7 separate regions of the Mus musculus genome follow, and all the other regions are linked to region 2. Evidence: chromatin contacts called from public HiChIP or PLAC-seq and promoter capture Hi-C data. All regions are on one chromosome and are shown on one strand. The core of a region is the stretch at or near the end of the contact, and the rest is flanking DNA. Distances in the headings are between cores, read along the strand shown.

Region 1 (2,728 bases), core at 66-2,565, 490 kb before region 2:
AGGCTAGCAGAAGGGCCAGGAGAGGTCTGCAGGTTCCACCTATGTCCAGGGTACTTCCTAGCTAATGTCCTGGGACAGCCTCCTCCCCACCATCTCAGTGTCACTCAGAGTTACGCCACCTCCTCACTAAATTCCCTTATGTTCACCATGGCTGCCAGCAGTCACTGTTCCCCAACACTAGTGTCCCACCGCCTACCTCCAGGTGGATGGCAACCTTTATTAAAGAGCAGAACCCAGGTGCTGAAAATATTCTGAGTCTGTTGTGACAATGGCTATGCTGTGAATATATGAAACTGCAGAACTGTACATTTTAAATGGTACAACCTACAGTGTGACCTACAGCTTAATAAAGTTTTTATAACAAAGCAAAAGCATACCCCATCCTTATTGCACAGTAAAGTCCTGCCTGCCCTCTAGGTAAGGCACCACACCAGACTTGACTACACTCAGACAAAACAAAACAAAAACAAAAACCCGCTTTCAGAAGGAAATTGTACTCTGGAGTCTCACCATTTCTATCCCATTTCCCCTTAAATCCCACTACACCTCAATACAGAAGACACCAATGTGCCCAATATTGCTGATGGGAAAACTGAGGTTCCCAAACGTGCAAAAACAGTATGTGGGCTGATGAGTCCCCTGAGGTCCTTCTGCAGTGCTGTGCACCCAAACACAGTACTCAATAAGCAGGTCACACCAGCAAAACCAGGTGGCTGGGGTGCTGACTCAGCATAGTGGGGCGCCCACCCGGCCAACACCTCCTGCAGAGCCATGCAGGACCCGCCCCCTCTTCAGCGAGGAAAGTGTCTGAAGCAAATCCCAAACCCACAAGCGTCTCTGAAGCTGCCTCAGTTTCCCTATGCGACAGCAGGGCTGGTTAGCGATAGTTCTCCAGCACTGCAGCGCTCCGTTCGCTATTGCTCGCCATCGCCTCCGAGGTGGCTGTGGGGACAACTCCAGAGCCACTCAGGCAGAGTGAGACATCTCCTTAGTCCCTCCCACGCCCCACATCCCCGCCCGATTCCAGACCCTCGGACAGTACTCCCGGCAATGCAAAGGTCGCCTCAGCAACACCAACCCACCCCAGGTCACCTGCTTCCCCGAAGCTGTCATTCTCTCCTTCCGTGCCCGCATCCACCGGCATGCCTAGGTCCCCGTTGGGGCCCGACATTGCGGGCTCGGGCGCCGCAGAGGCCACGCGAAGATGGAACTTGGCGATCGTCGCGCGGAAAGCCGGCGCTGGGCGGAAGGTGCGAGCAGCTGGTTGAGCACCGGGCCGGAAGCGTGGAACGCAGCGGCGCACCGGGGCCCGCCCTGAGCCCCGCCCAAAGCCCAGCCCGTAGGCCCCCGCGCAACCACGCCCTTAAGCTCCGCCCCCTCCTTGCTTGGGCGCTCTATCGCGCTCACAAACATGGCTCCGCCCCGTCCCCTCTCGGGCTCCTCCTCCTCTCGCTTCCGAGCCCCGCCCCTCTCCCGGCCGCAGTGACCCGCTGTCAGCGGAGCAAGGTCGGGCAGTGGAGACCCTGGCCCGCTAGTGCTTGGGATGTGTTTGAGGCTCCATCCTGCTGCTTCCGCCCCTCTACGCGTTCGGAATCAGCACCTCTCCTCCCCAGTCACCAGGAATCAGCCTTCTTCCCATCTCCCCTTGATGCAGCCGAGATGATCCACAACCCCTGTCCTATCTTAGCCAATCTTGGCCTCATCTCTTCTCTTAGGACTCTCAACGGCTACACTTTTCGGGTGAGACCAGATTCCAGCCCAGGACAGTAGATGTGAAGCCAATCGGTTTGATTCACGCCAATAAATATGACATGGGCTGGAAAAGGAATGGGAAGTGTGTGTCAGGTTCCCAGTACAGAAAAGGAAGGCTTAGTGTACTTTGCTGTAGGTGCTCCTGGGGGCCGTGGAAGGTGGCGCTCCATCATGGAAGGCTTCATGATACAGACCTCCAGTGGTCACATCCCCTGACTCCATGCCCACTGGGAGGGGAAAAGAAACCTGTACAGAGTCAACATCCAATTGTGGATTGAACCCAGAGGAGCAATCCGGGATCCAGCTCTGTGTCAGGGTGGTGTCTCAGGAACTCTCAGAGACCACCATGGCATCATGGCACAGTGACTATTCCAGAGTGCAGCCTGGTCTCAGCATACAGGCTTTAGTAAAGCTGGGTGAGGAAAAGAGGATTCTTCCTCAAATCCCAGAAGGAGCACAGCCCTGTGGACACCATGAAACTACTGCAAGCGTGGGCATCTGGAACTGGAAGAGAGTACACGTGAGCTTCTGCAACTGGTATATGCTGCAACTTGTTACAGTGCCAGTGGGAAGCTCATGTCTGCATTAGCCAGGAAGAGGGAAGAAAGCCCTGTCTGTGCCAGGAGAGTTTGAAGAGCTCAACAGCAGCAAGAGGCTATGGGAAGCTGACTTCCTTGGTCCAACAGAAGAAACTGGATCTAGGCTAGAAAGATAGCTCAGCAATTAAGAGCACACAGTGCGCTGAGACCCAGTTCAATTTCCAGCATCCACATCAGCAGTTCATCCTCACCTGTAGTACCGGTTCCGGGAAAATCCATTTGTCTCTGGCCTCCTCAGGCACTTAACATATGTGCGTATACTTATATGCAGACAGACAGGGAAAAAAACAATAAATAAATAAGCAAAACTGGAAAGTTGGCTCGGCAGTTAGGAGCGCTGTTCTAAAGGATCTGGGTTCAATTCCCAGCACCCATAT
Region 2 (3,040 bases), core at 310-2,809:
TTGTGTGCATGTTTTCTAGACAGGGTCTCTCTCTGTAGCCCTGGCTGTCCTAGAACTCCCTCTGTAGATCAGGCTGGCCTCGAACTCAAGAGCTCCACCTACCTCTGCCTCCTGAGTGCTGGGTTAAAGACGAGAGCACCACTAGTTGTCCAGTTTAGCCATTGAACTTTTGAAAGAGGGTCTTCCTATGTGTCTTAGACTGGCCTCAAACTTGCTTTGCAGCTTGTTTAGGCTGACCTCAACATCTTATCATTTATTTGTTTATATGTACATGTGTTTTCCTGCATGAATTTATTCACCCCAGGTGAGTATAGTAGCTTGTAGAGGCAGAAGTAGTAGTCAGATACCCGGGAAATGTAGTTATAGGCATTTGTGAACTGCCTGATGTGGGTGCCAGGAAAGGACCGGAGTGCTCTTGCAAGAGTAGTAAGAGCTCTTACCGCTAAGCTAAGCCGTCTCGCCAGCCCCACAGCCTCAGATCTGTCCTCCCTACTGCATGCACCCCTACACTTAAGCACAGCATCTTGCAGGAGGCTTAGCAAATGAGTGTTCACCACAGTGGCTGACTGCTGATGGAAAGCATGACAGAGAGTCTGCATCACCTGGTGTGGTGGTGACAGGCCTACAAGACAGGTGCCTAGTTATAGGTAACTGTTACAATCCTGCTGCCAGGTGTCAGGGTTACAGGGAGAGCAGCTAATAACTGGTGGAGCGCATTATAGTGGTGAGCCAAGAGGTGTGAGGGAGCAGCAACACAGCCAGCCCTGGTCACACAGGCAGTGCAGACCAAGTCATCAAATTAGTCTCCTCTACCGGCTTGGGAGGTCCAGAAACCGAAACACCTTCTGTTAGTTACCTACCCATGCCCAGCCCTACTGTACAAGTACCCAGAGTCCGAGGTCCCGGCTTTTCATTTCAGACAGTCTAACAAAGTGCAAAAATAGCCTTCCTGCTTTGCTCTGTTCAGCAAGCCTCCTTCGAATGAAACGCCCACGAGCCGGGCCTGAGGAATGACCTCTTGATGATATCTTTGAGCTCTAACCATGTCCCCCCGCACCCCCCGCCCCATCTCTTCCCCTCCCTTGTCCCTCAGTCTTCCACCCCATACTTGTCCATTTTCCCTCCCCGTCTACCCCTATCTATTGTGCAAGACGGGTTGGCACACCTTCTAGGACAGGTCCGATCAAGGCTAGGGGACTTCCCCAGTGCAAGCAGCTGTGGGCGAGACTGGGGGAAGGGGGCAGGAGGAATGCTGAATTCCCACACGTCCGTCCCGGCGTCCCCTTGTAGTCCCTACATTGTCCTCGGCTTGAGGAGGGGAGAGGAGACGCTTAGGCTACAGCCCCAAGGGCTCTCCGTTTTCTGCGATACCCCCATCAGCCTTTTCTTCGCTGCTATCTGAATTTGAAGCACACCAAGCAGGTCCGTCCCGGGTCTCCTTTCTGGGGATCTTCTCTTTGTCTAAGTCTCCTCGCTGTCTGGAGGTCCCCTCCCGCCTTGGACTGGAGAGGAGGGCGTGGCTCCGACAGGGGCGTGGCCTGGCCTGGCCTGGCGGGGCGGGGCGGGGCGGGCGCCGGGGCTTGGGCGCGGGCTAGAGAGGCAGCAGCGGCCGGAGGGAGGGACGCGGTGGGGATCTCGGTGGGAGCGCAGAGAGAGCAGCCGAGGCGGCAGCGGGGCTGCGGGGCGACGGCGGCAGCGGGGCCTGCGGACTCCATGGCGCCAGCGGCGTCAGTCTGAGTAGCGGCGGGCGGATCCGGCCGCGTCTTCTCCTCGCCATGGGAGACGTACTGTCCACACACCTGGATGACGCACGGCGCCAGCACATCGCAGGTGAGCACCGCTCAGCGCCCGGCCGGCCTGGGGCTCCCCGGGCACCCCGGGCCACGCCTCCGATCTCATGGGGAGCGGTACTCGAGAGTCAAGGCCCAGGTCGGGACGAGAGCCGGCCAGACCCTTACTCTTCCTCCGAACTTGTTCTCTCTCGGTCTGGACGGCCCTTCCAGGCCCTTCTGTATGCTCCTTTCACCCTTTGAGGAGCCTGGGATCCCATTTCTCTACTGGATCCCACTGCTCCCCTTGGAGCCCAGCCTGGCCAGAACCATGCACTTACAGGCGTGGCGGAGGGGTCGCGCCCCCCATCTTTCCCAACAACGTTCCAAGCCTAACCTCTACTCTGGACTCTGCCCCACAGAGTCAGACCTTCCAGACTCCCCCCTCAGCTGCCTTGTTCCTCCTCGCCCTGGCCTCAGTCCGGGTACACGTGGCTGAAGCTTACAGGGGGATGGGCCCTTAGAGAGCCGGGGACCGAATGTGGAGAGTGGGGCTAAGGAGAGATGGGGTGCCCTTGAAGGGGCGGGTCCCTGTCTTTGGGCTTTACCTCAGCAGAGTGCTGGCACTACAGCCTAGGGGGTCTGTTTATGGCCAGAGCTGGTTCTCTCAGAGCCAGAGTTCAGTCTCTCAGTACCTCTCAGTACCTTCCTTCTGCCAGCCTTGCTCTCAGCCTGTCACTGCGCGGTGGACACTTCTCTAGAGGGAGTTGCTCCCAAGTCTGTGGAGTGCAGGATCCTGGGCTCATTGTAGGGAGTGGGAGATGGGGTGAGAATCTCAGGCTATCCCAAAACAAAGCTTGGCTGACCACAGGCAAGTCAGGCCTGGCGGTCCTGAATGTAATTTCAGCTTCTCTCCCAAGTGTGTGATCCTGAGCCAGTCTCTTTTGTTTTGGTTTTCCCAGCCAGGGTCTCACCATGTAGTTGTGGCTGTAGACCTGGCTGGCTTCGAATTCGTAGAGAGCCACTTGCCTCTGCCTTCCAAGTGCTGGGATTAAAGGCCTGGGGCACCACTGCCCTGCTTGAGCCAGTCACAATGTCCAAGAGCTTCGGTGTTGCCTTCCTAAGGGGCGGGTGTTGACTTCTTGGGATGGCTGCTGAGAGCTTAGTGAGCTTTGCTTAGTACAGGAGGCCCTGAGACCTGGCGTGCCAACCAGCTGGGTTTATCAGAGCACAGGAAGAGGAGACAGTTCCTTTGGTTTCATTTGTCTCCC
Region 3 (3,030 bases), core at 102-2,601, 340 kb before region 2:
TTTCCACATTATGGGACAATTATGAGGAGCAGAGATTGCCACCCATGCTTCTGAAATGTAAGCTCAGGAAGTCTTCATGCACATGTCCAAACATGATATCATGCATGGTATCAAACATGATGTCCGGCAGAGAATTTACATCTCAAATGCCAATCAGCCCAACTCTCTTTAATTTTCCACAGGGAAGTCCAGCAGACCTTAACTTATCTCCTGCCCGGATCAAAAACGGCCTTTCACTCACCCATTTCCCCATTTTCTTTCCTCCAAGTTATCTGATGCCAGAACAATCAAGTCACTATCTAGCTCAAAAAACCAGGAGATGCCTCCTTCTTTGCTCTGGTCTACAAGACTGGGCCAGATTCTAGCCTGATCTGCTGTTCTCTCAAATTAGAATTCATCCAGGGATACTCCACAAACTTTTTGAGTACCATGCTGCCGGGCCAGCAGGCCTCTAGTGACTGCCACTGCCTGTACCCCGATGCTTGGCCGGCTTTGTGTCAGAATCCTTTGAACTTCCGTTCCAATCCGAAAGCACACGCCTCCTCTGACCTCCCTACTTGAGTTCTTCAGCAGACTCTCAGATCCAGTCTTTCCACTGGGTGCCTGCCTGACTCAGGACAGAGTTCCTAAACACTGGCGGCCTGGATAAAAAGAATCATAAAATGCCGATAGTTTGGAGAGTACGAGGTCCCCAAGGTGTCCTTTGCCATAACTATCGGGAAACTTTAAACAAAAGCCTTAGATAACAGCCTGGAACCAGGCAGGCCGAGTCACAAGGTTGCCGGGCTCCAATGGATCTTCAAGAGCGGCAAAGCCAGGACAGATGCTTGTCATTTTTAGAGGCGAGCAAGACCTGCATAGGTCTTGAGACACCTCTGCGATTGTTTTCCTGAGAACAGGGGTGCTACCTCCTCAGCCTGCTTCATTGCTCACTGAGCTCAGGTCTTGGCGGGATCCGGGCAGGCCGTTCTAGCCCTAGTTTCCAGATTGTTTCCCCTAGTCATTGTTTCTCCTTTTCTTGGGCTCGCGCTCTCCTCCCGTTCTTTCCAGTGCCGGCCCCCACACCCCGCGACCTCCCACCGCCTCTCCGCACCCCCCCCCACCGCGCTTCTCAAGGAGGCGGGTCCAGCCCCGCGAGCGCTCCAATCCGAGCGCCCTCAACTGGCCCTGCCTCCGCGAGCCCCGCCCCACGCCACCGCCAGCCAATAGAAATTCGTGTTCGTACAGTCGGCCTGTCCAATCGCAGGTTGGCTGTGAGCCTCGCGCGCCCCGCCCCTGCTGCTCTCGGCCGCGGCTCCGCGGGCGGTCGCGCCGGGGCTTCGGCATTCTCCGAGCAGCGCCGAGCTGCGTCGGGCTCAGCCGGCTGCGTCCGGAGGTGCGGGCGACGGCGCCGCTGTGCTCCAGCGGTGCTAACCGAGGCAGAAGCCATCCGGCCGGGTCGGAAGGCGCCTGAGACTCGGGCAGGGCAGGAGCGGCGTAGGTCCCAGGACTGAGCGGGAGGCGGACCGGCACACGTTCCCGGCCCGGCAGAGCCTCCCGAAGCGGTCCCTGCAGAGCCGGGTCGGTCGCCGAGGTGGCTTCCGCTTCCCGGGGCCTCACCTGCGCAGGCCGCGGTGCGCCAGGTGCGGAGGCGTGTGCGTCGCCTGGGCACCTCCCACGGCAGCCAGCGGGGCGGAGGCGGGGCCGCCGCCCGGGTCTCCAGCGGTTCGCCCGGCCGTCTCCGTCAGTCTCACCGGTCCGCCGGGCCCCGCGGATCGGGATGCTGCTGCTCGCTTGCGAGCCGCCCTCCACGCCAGCCCCCGCTGCCGGGGCCGCACCTCGCTGTTTACATGTCAGTGGAGCCCGGGTTCCCCGAGGGTGAGAGCAGCCGGCTCACTGGACCTGGGGCTCCGAACTCAGATCCTCTCCTGCCCGCAGCCTCCGCCGCCATCTGGACTGGATCCAGCTCTGGTGTTTTTGAGGAGGGGGGTGTGGTGTCGGGAAAGGAATCCTGGGGTTTTCTAGTATCCCCTTCTTTTTTTCTTTTTTCTTTTCTTTTTCTTTTTGGCCCTGCGGGCTTCAGACTCAGGGAACTTGCTCATGGCTTTTTTGATGAAGAAGAAGAAATTTAAATTTCAAACCACTTTCACCTTGGAGGAGCTGACTGCGGTCCCCTTCGTGAACGGGGTCCTCTTTTGCAAGGTCCGGCTGCTGGATGGCGGGGATTTTGTCAGCTTGTCGTCCAGGTAGGCATTGAGGTTTTCGCGTTTGCAGGGGAGGGTGGGGAGTGCTGATGAGTGAGATCTAGCCACTTGGCAAATGTGGAAGACTCAGCTAGGGACGGATGGGCAAGGGGCCCGCCTGGGGAAAGATTTGCTCTAAGCAGGACTTAGGTCTGAGTGAGCTGGCAGAGCGCCTGGCATTTGTCTGCAGGTGACCAGCCAGAAACCTTTTAGGGCCCTGCGTGCACTCTTCAAGTCACCCGTTTTACAGATTTGTATGGAGAGAGCTGACTGAGATTTTCACTTTAAGGGATTAAGTAAGGGTGTCTCAGGCCACCTTGCCACCAAGCTGGCTCCTGTGGCTGTCATACGATTGAGAGATTGGGCCAGCCAGGGCTCTCTGGCTCTCTCCCCTTGGCTGGGAAAGCCCAGTTCCAGGCACTCCCTGGATTTGATTGCGGGAGGTGGCTGGATTTTGGGTTGCCCAGCCCCCTCTTGAGTGACTGCCCTCCACTGGCTAAAGCTGGACTGCTTTGCAATGCAAATGTCCTTGCCAGGAGACTGCCTTCCCCTGTGAAAAAAGCCATCGGGTTTGATTTTGTGTCCGTCATCGTCCTAGTAGGTCCAGCTTCCCAGTTTATTGCTGAATGAGGTCCCAGTCCACCTTTTGCAGGTTGAGCTCATGGCGGTCACACAGTCCTGACCTGCCTGCAGAGGTCCGTAGAGTCCAGCTAATGGGGAAAGGAAGTCAAGTTCAGGCTCTTTCTGGGTTCCTGTTCCCTCTTCGGCACACTGGACCTAATACAGGTTTCTCCATCAGCTTTGTAAA
Region 4 (2,743 bases), core at 119-2,618, 340 kb after region 2:
ACGGGGGCTTTGGCTAATAGTAGCATCTTCATAAACACATCCTAGAAATGCGAGGAAGATAAGTGAAAGGGGACAGCCTCTCAATGTGCTGTATGACCACGCTGCGGAATATGGTGACTCACTTCCAAATAAGTGGTGTTCAGCCACAGGACCCGGACCAGGTCCTAGGCAGAAAGCAGAGCGGTGCTCATCACTCCCTGGTAGAAAAAGACTTCCTGCCCAGCCCAGATCAGCTCTCTGGCTAATGGTGTCCCTTAAGGTCTGTAGTTTCTTCTAGGAACAGAAGAAATTGACAGAAGAGGGAAGGGGCTAAGTAGGCTGAGGAGAAGCAGAAAAAATAATTTGTTTCCTGAATAAAAGGTGGCAGTCTCAGGAGAGGGAGCCACAGTGGGTCTGTCTCCTTAGAGATCAGGAAAATATCCCATGTTGACTTGCTGTAAGAGAGGGCCACTAAAGTTTCCTCTTAGTTCGTACCTAAATGTTACCACCACCACTAACACTTTTCAAAGAAGAGACATCACTAATATCAAGCAGTGGGTGAGCCTGTGCATGGGACTTGGGGTCTCCCCCTCTCTACACCCCTGCAGGATGCCAGTGGCCTTCTACTGCCAGCTCAACAGACCTGATGCATCTGAAGGATGTGGCCTAGGCACCAAGGCCCTGTCCTTCTCTACTCGGAGCCACCAGTCTTAGCGCTCACTCCACTCTCTTGACCATTCACAACTGACAGCTCCCAGGGACTCTACCACGTGTTCACCCAAGTCACAGCTGAGAACTAAGGCTGGCAGGGTCACATAGCAGGGGCTTTGGATTTAAGTCCAGCCCACCTGCCCACCTGGCACACCGTCCTTGATCCTGTAACCGGACCTTCCCAGGTGACCTTGGTGAACCTGGCAGTGTTGCTGGAATGTGGCTCACTTATGCTGTAGAGAAGGAAGCTCAGGGAGTGGCAAACAGTCTTCCTCTAGTTTCCCAACCCAGTCATGGTACTTTCACTGTCCTACCCCACTGCCACATTAGCAGTGCCTTCTGCAGGGATGAAGTGGTTTGGAAAGAAGATGCTGAACACTTAGTAAGGCAATCCACAGAAAGAGTGAGCAGGGCTCCCTGGCCTCCCAAGCAGCTGCTTGCACAGCCGCAGCTGCTCAAGTCCGTTACCCGAGTCCAGTGGAAGCGCTTTGCCTACACAGGGCACCCCAGCAACGTCAGCCTTCAGGGAGTGGAGCAGGCTGGTGAGCCAGGAGCAGAGCTGGCCAGCCTTCCTGTGCCAAAGAAGGAGGGGGCCCCGCCCAGGCCGCCAAAGCAGGCAGGAGGGGCTGGGCCAGCTGGGGCTGGAGCTAGTGTGACATCACCAGGCGGCCCGCCCCTGTCTGGAGCTGAGGGGAGGCCCAGAGCTTTTCTGGGGCCTGGGGGATCCTCTTGCACTGGTGGGCGGAGAGAAGTGCCTGCAGCCAACCAGGGTCAGGCTGTGCTCACAGTTTCCTCTGGCGGCACGTAAAGGCTCCACAAAGGACCTGGGAGTTCAACTGAGGCTGCTGCTGTCGGCCTGGGGATGGACCCCAAGCCCTGAGTGGTGTTGTTGGACCCAGGACCTGCAAGAAGCATGCACTAAGGCAGCTGCGGACCACACTGTGAGGGAGAGCAGGTTGGGAGCAGCCCCGGTGACACCAGAGCCAGCCTCATCCCTAGGAGCTTCAGAGAGCATAGACTGCTGCCAGCTGAGGCCAGTGAGGCAGGGCTGCTCGGCGGCCAGTCCAGCCTGAGACTCGGGACCTCTCCTGGAGGCCACGGCCAGGCTGTGCTGCTGATGGCACCGTGAGGCATGTGAAGCGCTGCTCCAGGGCCAAGCAGGAGAGAAGAGGTAAGGGGTCAGCTCTCAACTGCAGCAGCCAGGGGAAGAGGGGCTTGAGACGGGCAACCCTGACTCCTCCAGCTTCCGTGTGCAGCTGGACCCCACAGGGGTCAAACCTTGCTTTTGCTCAGAGCTGAATCAAGCATCTGACCAGGCAGAGGACTGTGAATACTTGGGCAGGGTGGTGTAGAGGCACAAGCACACTGGGCTGGGATGTTGAGGACTTCATCGGTGAGCTCCACTCACCTCTTTCAGACAAAGAGCCTCTGGGGTGAGCCGGTTTGGCTGTCGGACACAGGCTGGTAGCCGGGTATGTGCATGTGTGTAGGTGCGGATTTGAAAGGGCAGCAGGCTGAGAGTCGCAGGGCAGTGTAGGACTGGGCAAGTTGTGTTCAAGCTCCGGACTCCTGCACACCCAGCCAGCTAGAGTTATGCTACAGCAGAAGCAGATGTAATGCGGACCTGAGGCAGTGGGGGCCTCAGTTCAGAAAGTGCCCTGGGCCAGGCAGCACGAGCTGCCAGCGTGCCAGGAGCAGAGGCGTCCTGTGCGGGACAGAACATGTCACCCACAAGTTTCTGTCGGTAGGACTGGGGCAAAGTGCTGCCCTGACTTTCCCTCTGCGCCCAAGGATACAGTAGATGGATCCCAGGTCTCCAGCCAGCAGGATGTGGCTGAGAGACTGTGGAGGACCTGCTTTCTGAACAGCCTAGTGAGGGGACACAGCAGGCGCCACATACAGAGTCAGTCCCTTGAAAGCAAGCGCTTCAGCATGAGATAACATTTCCAAACAGAAATTCTCTGCTGATCCCTCCCCTCTCCCTGTGACATCCGTGTCACGGGTCAGCTATTGCCTCTGCTGTGGGATTAGGAGAGTTCCCAGAGGCCAGTGT
Region 5 (2,734 bases), core at 145-2,644, 270 kb before region 2:
GTTAGTAGATATCTGGACTATTTCTACTCTTGTGTTTCAAACTGTCCAGCTGTGACCTTCACTGTGTACATCTGCAGGACCTAATAGGTACCTAGGGTGGGGAATGGAAAGTTTTACTATGATGTTTTCCTAAGTAATTACAAAACAGAACTCTTTAAACATGCTTTCTCTTCCTAAATCTCCCCATCACCCTCTCAGGCATGCACGTTAACCCTCGTTCCCAGCCTCTTAGAACACTATGGGTAGGCAGTCTTTGTTTATGTAACCAGCTTTCTAACAGGCTACATATGCACATCCCTGTGTCCATACATGCACATCCCTGGATGTCTGGAGGCCAAAGGTCAGCCTCCAATGTTCTTTCCTTGACCTGGGAGGCCCAGAAAGGGTAAGCTAGCTGGAGGGGTCTCCTGTTCTTCCCACCCCCAGAATGGGGATTACAAACACGTGACGTCGCTGGGCGGGGGTAGCACACGGCTTTAATCCCACCACTTGGGGAGGCAGAGGGATCTCTGTGAGTTCAATGCCAGCTTGGTCTAGAGAGCAAGTTTCAGGACAGCCAGGGCTACACCAAGAAACCCTGTTTCGAAAGACAGAAGCAGAACACGGCATCGAGTCTGACATATTGACTATCTCCCTAGCCCTCAGGTTGCATTTTTCTTTAATTTTTCATTTTATTTTATGTGTATGGATGTTTTGCTTCCACATGTCTGTGTACCACATATATGTGCAGTACCCATGGATGCCAGAAGAGGGCGACAGATCCTCCTAGGACTGTGCTGGGAGTGGACCCCAGGTCCTCTAGAAGAGTTGCCAGTATTTGTAACTGCTGAGCCATCCAGTTGGTTGGGTCCAGATTGCTTCCTTTTAGTCACATAAAATAGTGCAACGAATATTTGAGGGTAGGATGAAGAGAGTTGAGCCAAGATCTCTCCATGTACCCCTGGCCGGCCCGGTACTCACTATGTCTATCAGGCTGGCCTTGAACTTGCAACAGTCTTCCGCCCTCTTCTATCTCCTAAGTAGGGTGCAGGCCTCTAAGCTACCAGGCCCATCAAAAGCTACGTTTTCAAACGTTGCTCTCTCCATTTTCCGGAGATAAGGAGATGAAGTACCAAGCTGCCTAGGGGATGGTTACTGGGTCTCTACGAGGGGGAGTCCAGGTAATTAATAACCAGAGTTCGAACCCAGTGATCTCCGCGTTTCGGATTCCCCATCCGAGGTCCTGGTGTCCATTTGGAGAGAGAGAAATGGATGAGATTTGGGATGGGGCGCGGGGCACGAGGGTGCTGTGGGAGAGCGTCTCTCCTCTCTGGCACCTCCCTGGGGCGGGGCCATCCGCAGCCTGAGGCTCCGCCCTCTCGCTCGGCCCTAACGGGACTGCGAGCGCCGGCGCTAGGACCCGGCGGGCTGGAGCTGCGGCGGGGCCTGGGCGGCCAGAGCGGCGCGGACCCCGGTTCTCGGCTCCCGGCGCCATGTGACGGGGTGCGGGGGCCGCGGGGGGCCGGGCGCTCCCCGGCGGAGGTGAGCCGGTGCTGCGCGGGGGCGGGCAGCAGAGCGGGAGGGGGCTTGTGCTTGCGCCTCGGCAGTGGGGAGCCGCTGATAAGGGGGGAGCCCCAGGGCTCCCCGAGACCCACTCTGCTTGCTAACTGCACCCCGAGATCTAGCGGGATTCTTTGGGCCTCTCGTGTTGGAGATGGGGCGACCCTGCCGCGGCCCCGCACCCCTCCCCTGCAGAGCCGGGGTCAGGATAGGATGCTTGACCCTAGGGTGCAGCGGCAGAAGATGGGGAGCGGGGCTGAGCCTCTCACGAGGCACTCGGGGGTACCCTGCTCCCGTCACCTGGAGAAGCCCCAGAGCGAGCTCAGGGTGCGGCCCTCACCCTCAGCCCAGAGCTCAGCCTCCGCAGGTCCAGCCTTGGAGCTGAGTCTAGGCTTCTGGGCTGCCACCTCCCCAGCGGAGTCAGCAGCTCCCCACCAGGCCTGGCCACTCCGAGCCGAACTAGATGTCTGGCGCACGCACAGGCTACAAGGGGACCCTCCCGGGAGACCCTTTCAGGCTCCGCCCTGTAAACAAACACTACAAGATTCCCCCCTCCCCCGCTTGCTCCTGCTCCCTGCGAGGCGCGTTGCCTCTCTGATCCCTCAGTCTCCTCATCTGTGAAATGGGGAGCAAGAGCACCTACCAGGCGTTGCCTTGAAAAGTGTGTAGGCAGGCGATGCTTTGCGTAGCTCCGGAGCATGTTTCGTAATATAAGGGAAGTCCCCGGCTTGGGGTCAAGAGGGGGAGGATTGTTTCTGGGACAGGCTTGTGCAGGGGCGGGCATTGAACGGAGTAACCCGAAGGCTTAGGATTTCTGATATAGTACTTTCAAGCCTTCGGCTCTCCTTTTCACAAATGCATGCATCTTTCCAGTCGCCCCAGGAGTTACCAGTTCTTATTCCCATTTCACAGATGAGGAAACTGAGGCTCAGAGAGGTCACATGGCTTGCTCGAGGCCCCCCAGCCAGTAAGTGTGGACCCGACATTCGCACTGGCACCTGATACGCTGTTCTGACCATGGCGTTCTCAGAGCAGGACCGTGACGGGCCTGACCGGGGGAACCGTAGTCCTGGCTGAGGGCACTGCTCAGGCAAAGGTGGGAAAGTGGGGCGTGGGCCTGGGACCTGGAGTGCTCCAAGTGTCTGGAGCACGGGGCATGCGCAAGACAGGGTAGTAAGACGGTGGTCTGTCTGGG
Region 6 (3,017 bases), core at 490-2,989, 500 kb after region 2:
GTTTGGAGGAGGGAATTCCCCAACACAAATGTGATTCAAACTCTCAAGAGAAAGAGACTTTTATTTTTCTTTTTTTCTTTTTTCTTTTTCTTTGTGTGTGTGTGTGTGTGTGTGTGTTTTGTTTTGTTTTTTTTTTTTTTTTGAGACAGGGTTTCTCTGTGTAGCCCTGGCTGTCCTGGAACTCACTCTGTAGACCAGGCTAGCCTCGAAATCAGAAATTGCCTGCTTCTGCCTCCCAAGTACTGGGATTAAAGGTGTGCGCCACCACTGCCCGGCAAGAAAGAGACCTTAACTCACCTCTTGACAAGGAATTCCCCTCTGGCCCTGGAAGGTCACAATTAGGCACCAGGGATGGTCACTTTGACAACAACAAAACACACAAAAAGGCAAAAATAACTCCCAGGTGTCTGTCCCAGCTCCAAAGAGCCAAGTTCTCATTCCGCCTCTTCGCCCCCACCACGCTGCCTTTTCTATCTTTTTGAGACCAGCACTGTGAAGATCTGCATGAGCATCTGCTACCATGAGATCCAGAACCCTTCCGAGCATAGCATCAACGACTACTCTTGAAGAGCACACATTTTCCAACAGCTGATCAACCAATGAAACCTAACCACCCCGAAATCCAGCCAAGCTCCTTCAACAGCAACAGGGGAGTAAAACAAAAACAACAACAACAACAACAAAGGCAGTGTGCCCACTTAGGGCTCGGTTTGGCTCAGGAAAGCAGTCGGCCTATTAACCAGGGCAGCTGCGATCCTTGTACGACTCAGCAAAGACACAGGCTGCCCTGGCCTGCCCCTCCAAGAGACAACCATGGATGCCTCCAGAGCCTGCAGAAAACCCAAAGCCCCAAGACGGCGGCGGAGAGGGCAGCTTCTTCCTTCTCCAAAAAGGGTCCCACTCACCCTCAGGCTAGTCCTCACCTGCAGCCCTGCTTCCGGACCTGCCAATGATCCTCAGCCCCGCCCCCTGCCTCCCCCCGCCCCCGCCCCTACAGGGTTTCCCCAGCCCCGCCCACTGCACCTGTGCTTTTCCCTAGACTCTCCTTGCAGCCCCTCCCATTGCCACCCCATGCCCCGCCCCTCGCACCTGAGCCCTTTCCCCGCCGCTAACCTACACACAGGTTCCCTTTCTGGTCCCAGAGACCTGAGCTCCCTCCAGACCCCACGCCTCGCGCCCAGGCTCCGCCCCCAATCCATCAGGCCGCGGGACCCGCCTCCTGCACCTGCGCCCTTTCCCCCCCAACACCACCACCACCACCACCACCCCCCCCCCCCGCTCCGCCATCTCCCCGACAACCACACGCTGTCATTCGCGTCCCTGGGACCCGAGCTGGCCATGGTCCCGCCCCCCCCTCCAACCCCAAGCCGAGGTCCCACCCTCGAGCCGAGGCCCCGCCCCACCCCCTCCGGCCGGGGATCCCGCCCCGCCCGCCCCCATTCTCCCCCCCCCTCCGCCCCCCGCACCTGCAGCGGCTCGCGCCCAGGGCCCCGCCCCGCCAGCCGCTCCTCTCACCGCTGTAGTCCGGGCTGGTCACCTTGACGAGGGCCGCAGTGGCTGCCACCGCTTCTTCATGGTCTTGCGAGAGGCCCAGCGGCAGCGGCGCCTTCGTTCCGAGACCGGGGCCGGATTGAGGTTGAGCCAGGCGCAAGCTTGAAACGCGAGGCCGACGCGGGAGCCCAGCCGGTGCCCAGCCGCAGTAGGAACCGTCCACTCCTGGGCCTGAGCGGCGGCCGGCTCAGCCAATCGGCGCGCGGCACCATACCAGGGTTCTCCAACCAGCTTGCCGTAGGGGCGGAGACACGCAAATGAACCGGCTGGTTGCACCAGTGCGCAGCCGCTGCAGCAGCGGTCCCCGTTCCCCCCACCCCCCCACCCCCCACCCCACCAGCCGCGGCCTGCGCTTCGGTCTTGCAGACGCTCAGGCTTGCAAGGATGCTCTGCTGTTCTCGTCGGGCTCAGCCGCCCGCCACGCCCACCCCCTGCCTAGAAATAGACTCAGTCTACAAACATCCTTCCAGGCCTCACCCAGTGTCCTTCTTAAATTCCTACCTAGAGTTTATCGTTTTCAACAACAACATCAAAAAAAAAAAAAAAAAAAAAAAAAAAAAAAAAGGCTTTGTGAGCAAGACATCATCACCTTAGTCCCATTCTTCACAAACCTATCCCTAGGTTTCTTTATGTGATTCTAAATCTGTCAAATTGACAATCACAGTCAATCCAATAACACACTTCGAGGTCCTTGAGACTGACCCATGGTTTTCACAACAGGTAAAAGTTAGGCCTGAAGAGGGTCTTGCCCAAGACCATAGCGTTCAAAGCAGGGAGAATGGGCCTGGAAGCTGTCTCCCTGCACCCAGACCCTTTTATGGCTGGGCCAGGCAAACGCAGTGAGTAGAGCTTAAATCATCTGGCTTAAAGGCAGAGATACTAAGTTACAAAGACCGTGGAAGCCAGTGGGTGGCTGTGAATCCCTAAAGTCAGAACCACAGCAAAATTCTGTTACGCCTACAAGAGAAAGGAGGGTAGGATGCTCTTTGGACTTGTAGACAAGATCATTTTGATAACGTAATTTTTGCTGCTATGGCGTCGCTTATGGAAAGATTTAGATACTGCACTATTTAAAAGAAGAGGGAGAGGAAAACAAGAGAATCAGCAGAAATTAAACCACTTTAAGAGTGAGGTGAGGGAATAGGGGATCTCTGAGGCAAACGTCTGCTATTTTGCATGAAGAACACAGTGATGCCCGAAGGATAGTCTTAAACTGTTTCCCTTAGATAAAACAAGAGATGCATGGTGTGAGGATTCTTTTAGAAAATTTGGAATCCAGAGAGGCTGAGAGCTGAGCGCAAGCTTGAGGAAGCTTGGGTAGATGGCTATAAAGTTAGGAGTGATGGTCTAGCGTAAAGTGGAGTGCTCAGGACACGCATAAGAAAATGGACGTAGCCAGGCGGTGGTGGCGCTCGCCTTTAATCCCAGCACTTGGGAGACAGAGGCAGGCGGATTTCTGAGTTCGA
Region 7 (2,815 bases), core at 234-2,733, 480 kb after region 2:
GGGTGATGCCTGAGTGACCCTCTTCTGGATATCTTGGAAGGGTGGCCAAGAATGCGGCCACGCTGTGACCCAATCCAGTAATGAAGATGACACATGGTCCATCACCTATTTAATGGGTGCTGTAGGAAGTCTAGATGCAGTGTCAGCCTGGAGATGGACACACAGTAGGGACATTTACAGGAGGGTTGCCAAAGGAAGAAGTGGCCTTTCAAATAAGGCACCACACCAAGAATGGATGAGGGAAAGCGGCAACCCTCTCTGCCAAGGCTTTGCTCATAGCTGTGTGCAGGGTATCTTCTCCCCTGTTCACAACAGGCTACCCATGTGGGATAAGCTGGTAACCTGTGACCTCACTAGGGACATAGATCAGCCCAAAATGCCCTGGGGTTGGCAAGGCTGGGAAACTTCTTCCAGCTTGCAGGCAAGTGGGTGGCTACTACACCTCTCAAGAAACAGTGCTAGTGAGACAGACAGCAGACAGCAGAGAGGAGCCCATATGCAGAGCCAGGCTGACCTGGGCTAACCCACTCCACTGCTTGCTTGCTATACGCTTTCTAAGAAATCCACAGCTGAGTCCACGTCCCTTTATGCCCCACATGGTAAACCAAAAGAGCTTTCCAGCATCCTCCTTGGGAACCAACCCCACACAGGTGGCTATGTTTTAGGGAACACACCTACATGCTACATCAATTGCCCTTCCACTCCTCAGGATCAGGGCTGACAGGAGATGAAGCTAATACAAGAACCTGGAAATGCTGTCCTGACACGGCCTTTAATATTTTAGTGGCTGTTCCTAACCAAACAGAATCTTGACACTTCAGGAAACACTCTGCCTCTTCCCATACTCTTTCCTTAAACTCGGGGATGGGCACAGAGAGGTGGAAGCTGGGAGCCAGAGCAGAGCCCACGTTGGTTTCAGTGCAGTAAGTTATAAGCAGCTACTGTGTGAGAGACACTGGGTAAGACACAGCTGCCTTCAAGGAGATTCGAGCGTCTAGCCAAGAAGGTAAGGCAGAGCAGACTAAAAGATACAGATGCAAAGCATGGCAGGATGCAGAGTGTAGCCAGGATCATGAGAAGAGGCTCAACAAGCATCGTGAGTATTAAAGGAAAGAGCGTCCATAAACTAGGGTGGAAGGAGTGGGAGGGAATGGCCAGCACACCTACAGTGCCTAGAAGGCAACAGTCATGCCTGCACATCCTTGGCTCCCTCACCCCCAGCACTTCAGAGCCACCCAAAACTTACATGGTGATCTGAGCTCTGGCCACGGGTTTATGGCTGAGGCAGCTCAGGGTAAAGAAAGGAGCTGACCTGGACATGAGAACTCTCTGTGGTGAGTACACACATCCGACGGAGCGTGAAGACCAGTGTCTGAGTAGATAGCAACAGGAACAAAAGAGCAACAGCTGTCAGAGTGGCCACAAGTGTGGACCAGGAGGGAACAGACAAATGGGGAAGGAAACTCTCAAAAGGAGAACCAGAGGAAACCCAACCACAGCTTGATCTGGGACAGAGGAGCCTGTGCCAATCACACTCTGTCACCATAAGACAACACCAGAGGTGACAGATTTACAAAGAGAAAATATTTGGCTCATAGTACTTCAGTCCAAATAAAGCGAAGGCAGAATGTCACCAAGGGTCCATCAAATTAGGGCTAGGAGGCAAAGCTAGGAAGAAAGCAAAACCGAGGCTCCCATAAGGCTCACTGCAGGAGAGTAGCTCACTTGTCCCCCTCAGCTCTTTTTCAAGCAGCCCTACCTCCCAACTTCCCACCTCAGAGTAGGACCTATGGCTGAAAGGCATGATGACCTAGGGCCTGGGGTCCATCCCAAGCTCTCAGGCTAGCAACCCTGGGCCAGCCTCTCCACACCCACGCTTTGCTCCCCTGACAGCACCCCCCTCTCTCCCATCTACAAGAGCAGGCAACACAGACTCTGGGCACCAGCCTACTTCTCTACCAGCTACCATGGCCCTCCCTACTCCTCCCTCCCAGCAAACGCCACCCGACCACTGAGGTGGCACTGACAGGTCCTCAGAATCTCCTCCTGACTAAGGCTAGAAACATGAGGCCCTTTACCTCAAGTCAGCTGACAGGGCTCACAGCCCCTCATCTAAACCACTTTCTCTAGCCTTGGCATTCCCTTAGCCCCTTGGCCTCTATGAAGTCTGTGTCCTCGGTTCACTGACTGCTCCGTGGAAATCAGAAGTCCAACTGCCAACTTCTCCCTAGCTTCCCACTACTCTGCTGTCCCATGGTCATGCACACTAGCATACTAAGGACGCCCACCCTGATGAACACCACAGACCCCTCCTTAACCCTACTTACACACTGGCTACTCCACACAGCAGGCCTCCAAACAGGCAGAACGACCCTTCTGTTATGACTCTAGCCTTGGTGCACCTAACTTCTTCATCATCTGCTATGACCAGTTTATATTTTTTCAAAGATTTATGACTTATTATTATATTTAAGTCACTGTAGCTGTCTTCAGACACACCAGAAGAGGGTGTCAGATCTCATTGCAGATGGTTGTGAGCCTCCATGTGGTTGCTGGGATTTGAACTCAGGTCCTTCAGAAAAGCAGTCAGTGCTCCTAACCACTGAGCCATCTCTCCAGCCCCCAGTTTATATTTTTTAAAAGCACTTTTTTTTATGAGATATTTTCTTTATTTACATTTCAAATGTTGTCCCCTTTCCTAGTTTCCCCTCCAAAAACCTCCTATCCCCTCCTCCCTCCCCCTGTTTACCAACCCACCCAATCCCACTTCCTGGCCCTGGCATTCGCCTATAATGGGGCACAGAACCTTCTCAGA

What was found. Promoter capture Hi-C pulls out the DNA fragments that hold promoters and counts their contacts. HiChIP or PLAC-seq counts read pairs in DNA pulled down with a chosen protein or histone mark.
Region 1: a FOXA1 HiChIP or PLAC-seq map of pancreatic cancer cells shows a contact between it and region 2. The contact joins the promoter of 1110008P14Rik here to the promoter of Niban2 in region 2.
Region 3: a contact with region 2 is called in a promoter capture Hi-C map of pre-B cells, with 2.2 times the contacts expected there. The contact joins the promoter of Fam102a here to the promoter of Niban2 in region 2. A contact is called at or near these places in 1 of 39 promoter capture datasets (pre-B cells) and 2 of 115 datasets of contacts at active chromatin or transcription factors (microglia and pancreatic cancer cells).
Region 4: a contact with region 2 is called in a FOXA1 HiChIP or PLAC-seq map of pancreatic cancer cells. The contact joins the promoter of Angptl2 here to the promoter of Niban2 in region 2. A contact is called at or near these places in 1 of 15 datasets of contacts at CTCF or cohesin (the NIH/3T3 cell line), 2 of 484 Hi-C or Micro-C datasets (embryonic stem cells and myocytes) and 2 of 115 datasets of contacts at active chromatin or transcription factors (extraembryonic endoderm stem cells and pancreatic cancer cells).
Region 5: a contact with region 2 is called in an H3K4me3 HiChIP or PLAC-seq map of embryonic stem cells, with 24 read pairs. The contact joins the promoter of St6galnac6 here to the promoter of Niban2 in region 2. A contact is called at or near these places in 3 of 39 promoter capture datasets (the 3T3-L1 cell line, liver and neural stem cells), 8 of 115 datasets of contacts at active chromatin or transcription factors (the 230-238 cell line, bone marrow-derived dendritic cells, bone marrow-derived macrophages and 4 more) and 3 of 9 other capture datasets (adipose tissue, liver and pancreatic islet).
Region 6: a contact with region 2 is called in a FOXA1 HiChIP or PLAC-seq map of pancreatic cancer cells. The contact joins the promoter of Ralgps1 here to the promoter of Niban2 in region 2. A contact is called at or near these places in 3 of 39 promoter capture datasets (3T3-L1-derived adipocytes, hippocampal neurons and pre-B cells), 3 of 115 datasets of contacts at active chromatin or transcription factors (bone marrow-derived dendritic cells, pancreatic cancer cells and pro-B cells) and 1 of 9 other capture datasets (embryonic stem cells).
Region 7: a contact with region 2 is called in an H3K4me3 HiChIP or PLAC-seq map of embryonic stem cells, with 2.6 times the contacts expected there. The contact joins the enhancer-like site here to the promoter of Niban2 in region 2. A contact is called at or near these places in 2 of 484 Hi-C or Micro-C datasets (embryonic stem cells and pro-B cells), 3 of 115 datasets of contacts at active chromatin or transcription factors (embryonic stem cells, large pre-B cells and pro-B cells) and 1 of 9 other capture datasets (embryonic stem cells).

The regions. Positions count from the first base shown.
Region 1 is chr2:32,380,600-32,383,327 of GRCm38.p6, forward strand. It overlaps 1110008P14Rik (RIKEN cDNA 1110008P14 gene), which reads right to left and starts at 1,316. Exons shown (of 2, transcript NM_198001.2): 1 at 1,093-1,316. The coding sequence starts at 1,171.
Region 2 is chr2:32,874,575-32,877,614 of GRCm38.p6, forward strand. It overlaps Niban2 (niban apoptosis regulator 2), which reads left to right and starts at 1,560. Exons shown (of 14, transcript NM_146119.2): 1 at 1,560-1,830. The coding sequence starts at 1,776. The region is part of intron 2 of Gm13523 (a long non-coding RNA gene); the gene reads right to left.
Region 3 is chr2:32,534,008-32,537,037 of GRCm38.p6, forward strand. Fam102a (family with sequence similarity 102, member A) reads left to right here and starts at 1,352. Exons shown (of 11, transcript NM_153560.4): 1 at 1,352-2,225. The coding sequence starts at 2,080.
Region 4 is chr2:33,214,593-33,217,335 of GRCm38.p6, forward strand. Angptl2 (angiopoietin-like 2) reads left to right here and starts at 1,369. Exons shown (of 5, transcript NM_011923.4): 1 at 1,369-1,861. All of the region lies in intron 8 of Ralgps1 (Ral GEF with PH domain and SH3 binding motif 1), which reads right to left.
Region 5 is chr2:32,605,591-32,608,324 of GRCm38.p6, forward strand. It overlaps St6galnac6 (ST6 (alpha-N-acetyl-neuraminyl-2,3-beta-galactosyl-1,3)-N-acetylgalactosaminide alpha-2,6-sialyltransferase 6), which reads left to right and starts at 1,395. Exons shown (of 7, transcript NM_016973.3): 1 at 1,395-1,521; 2 at 2,452-2,506. The coding sequence starts at 2,481. Gm52551 (a long non-coding RNA gene) reads right to left here and starts at 2,311. Exons shown (of 2, transcript XR_003954025.1): 1 at 2,183-2,311.
Region 6 is chr2:33,369,755-33,372,771 of GRCm38.p6, forward strand. Ralgps1 (Ral GEF with PH domain and SH3 binding motif 1) reads right to left here and starts at 1,740. Exons shown (of 20, transcript NM_175211.5): 1 at 1,516-1,740.
Region 7 is chr2:33,352,203-33,355,017 of GRCm38.p6, forward strand. The region is part of intron 1 of Ralgps1 (Ral GEF with PH domain and SH3 binding motif 1); the gene reads right to left. Among named protein-coding and RNA genes, the nearest start is that of Ralgps1, 18 kb to the right of the region's middle. Within about 2 kb of position 1,484, at least 83 of the 459 cell types and tissues checked have an H3K27ac peak or open chromatin away from gene starts, as enhancers often do.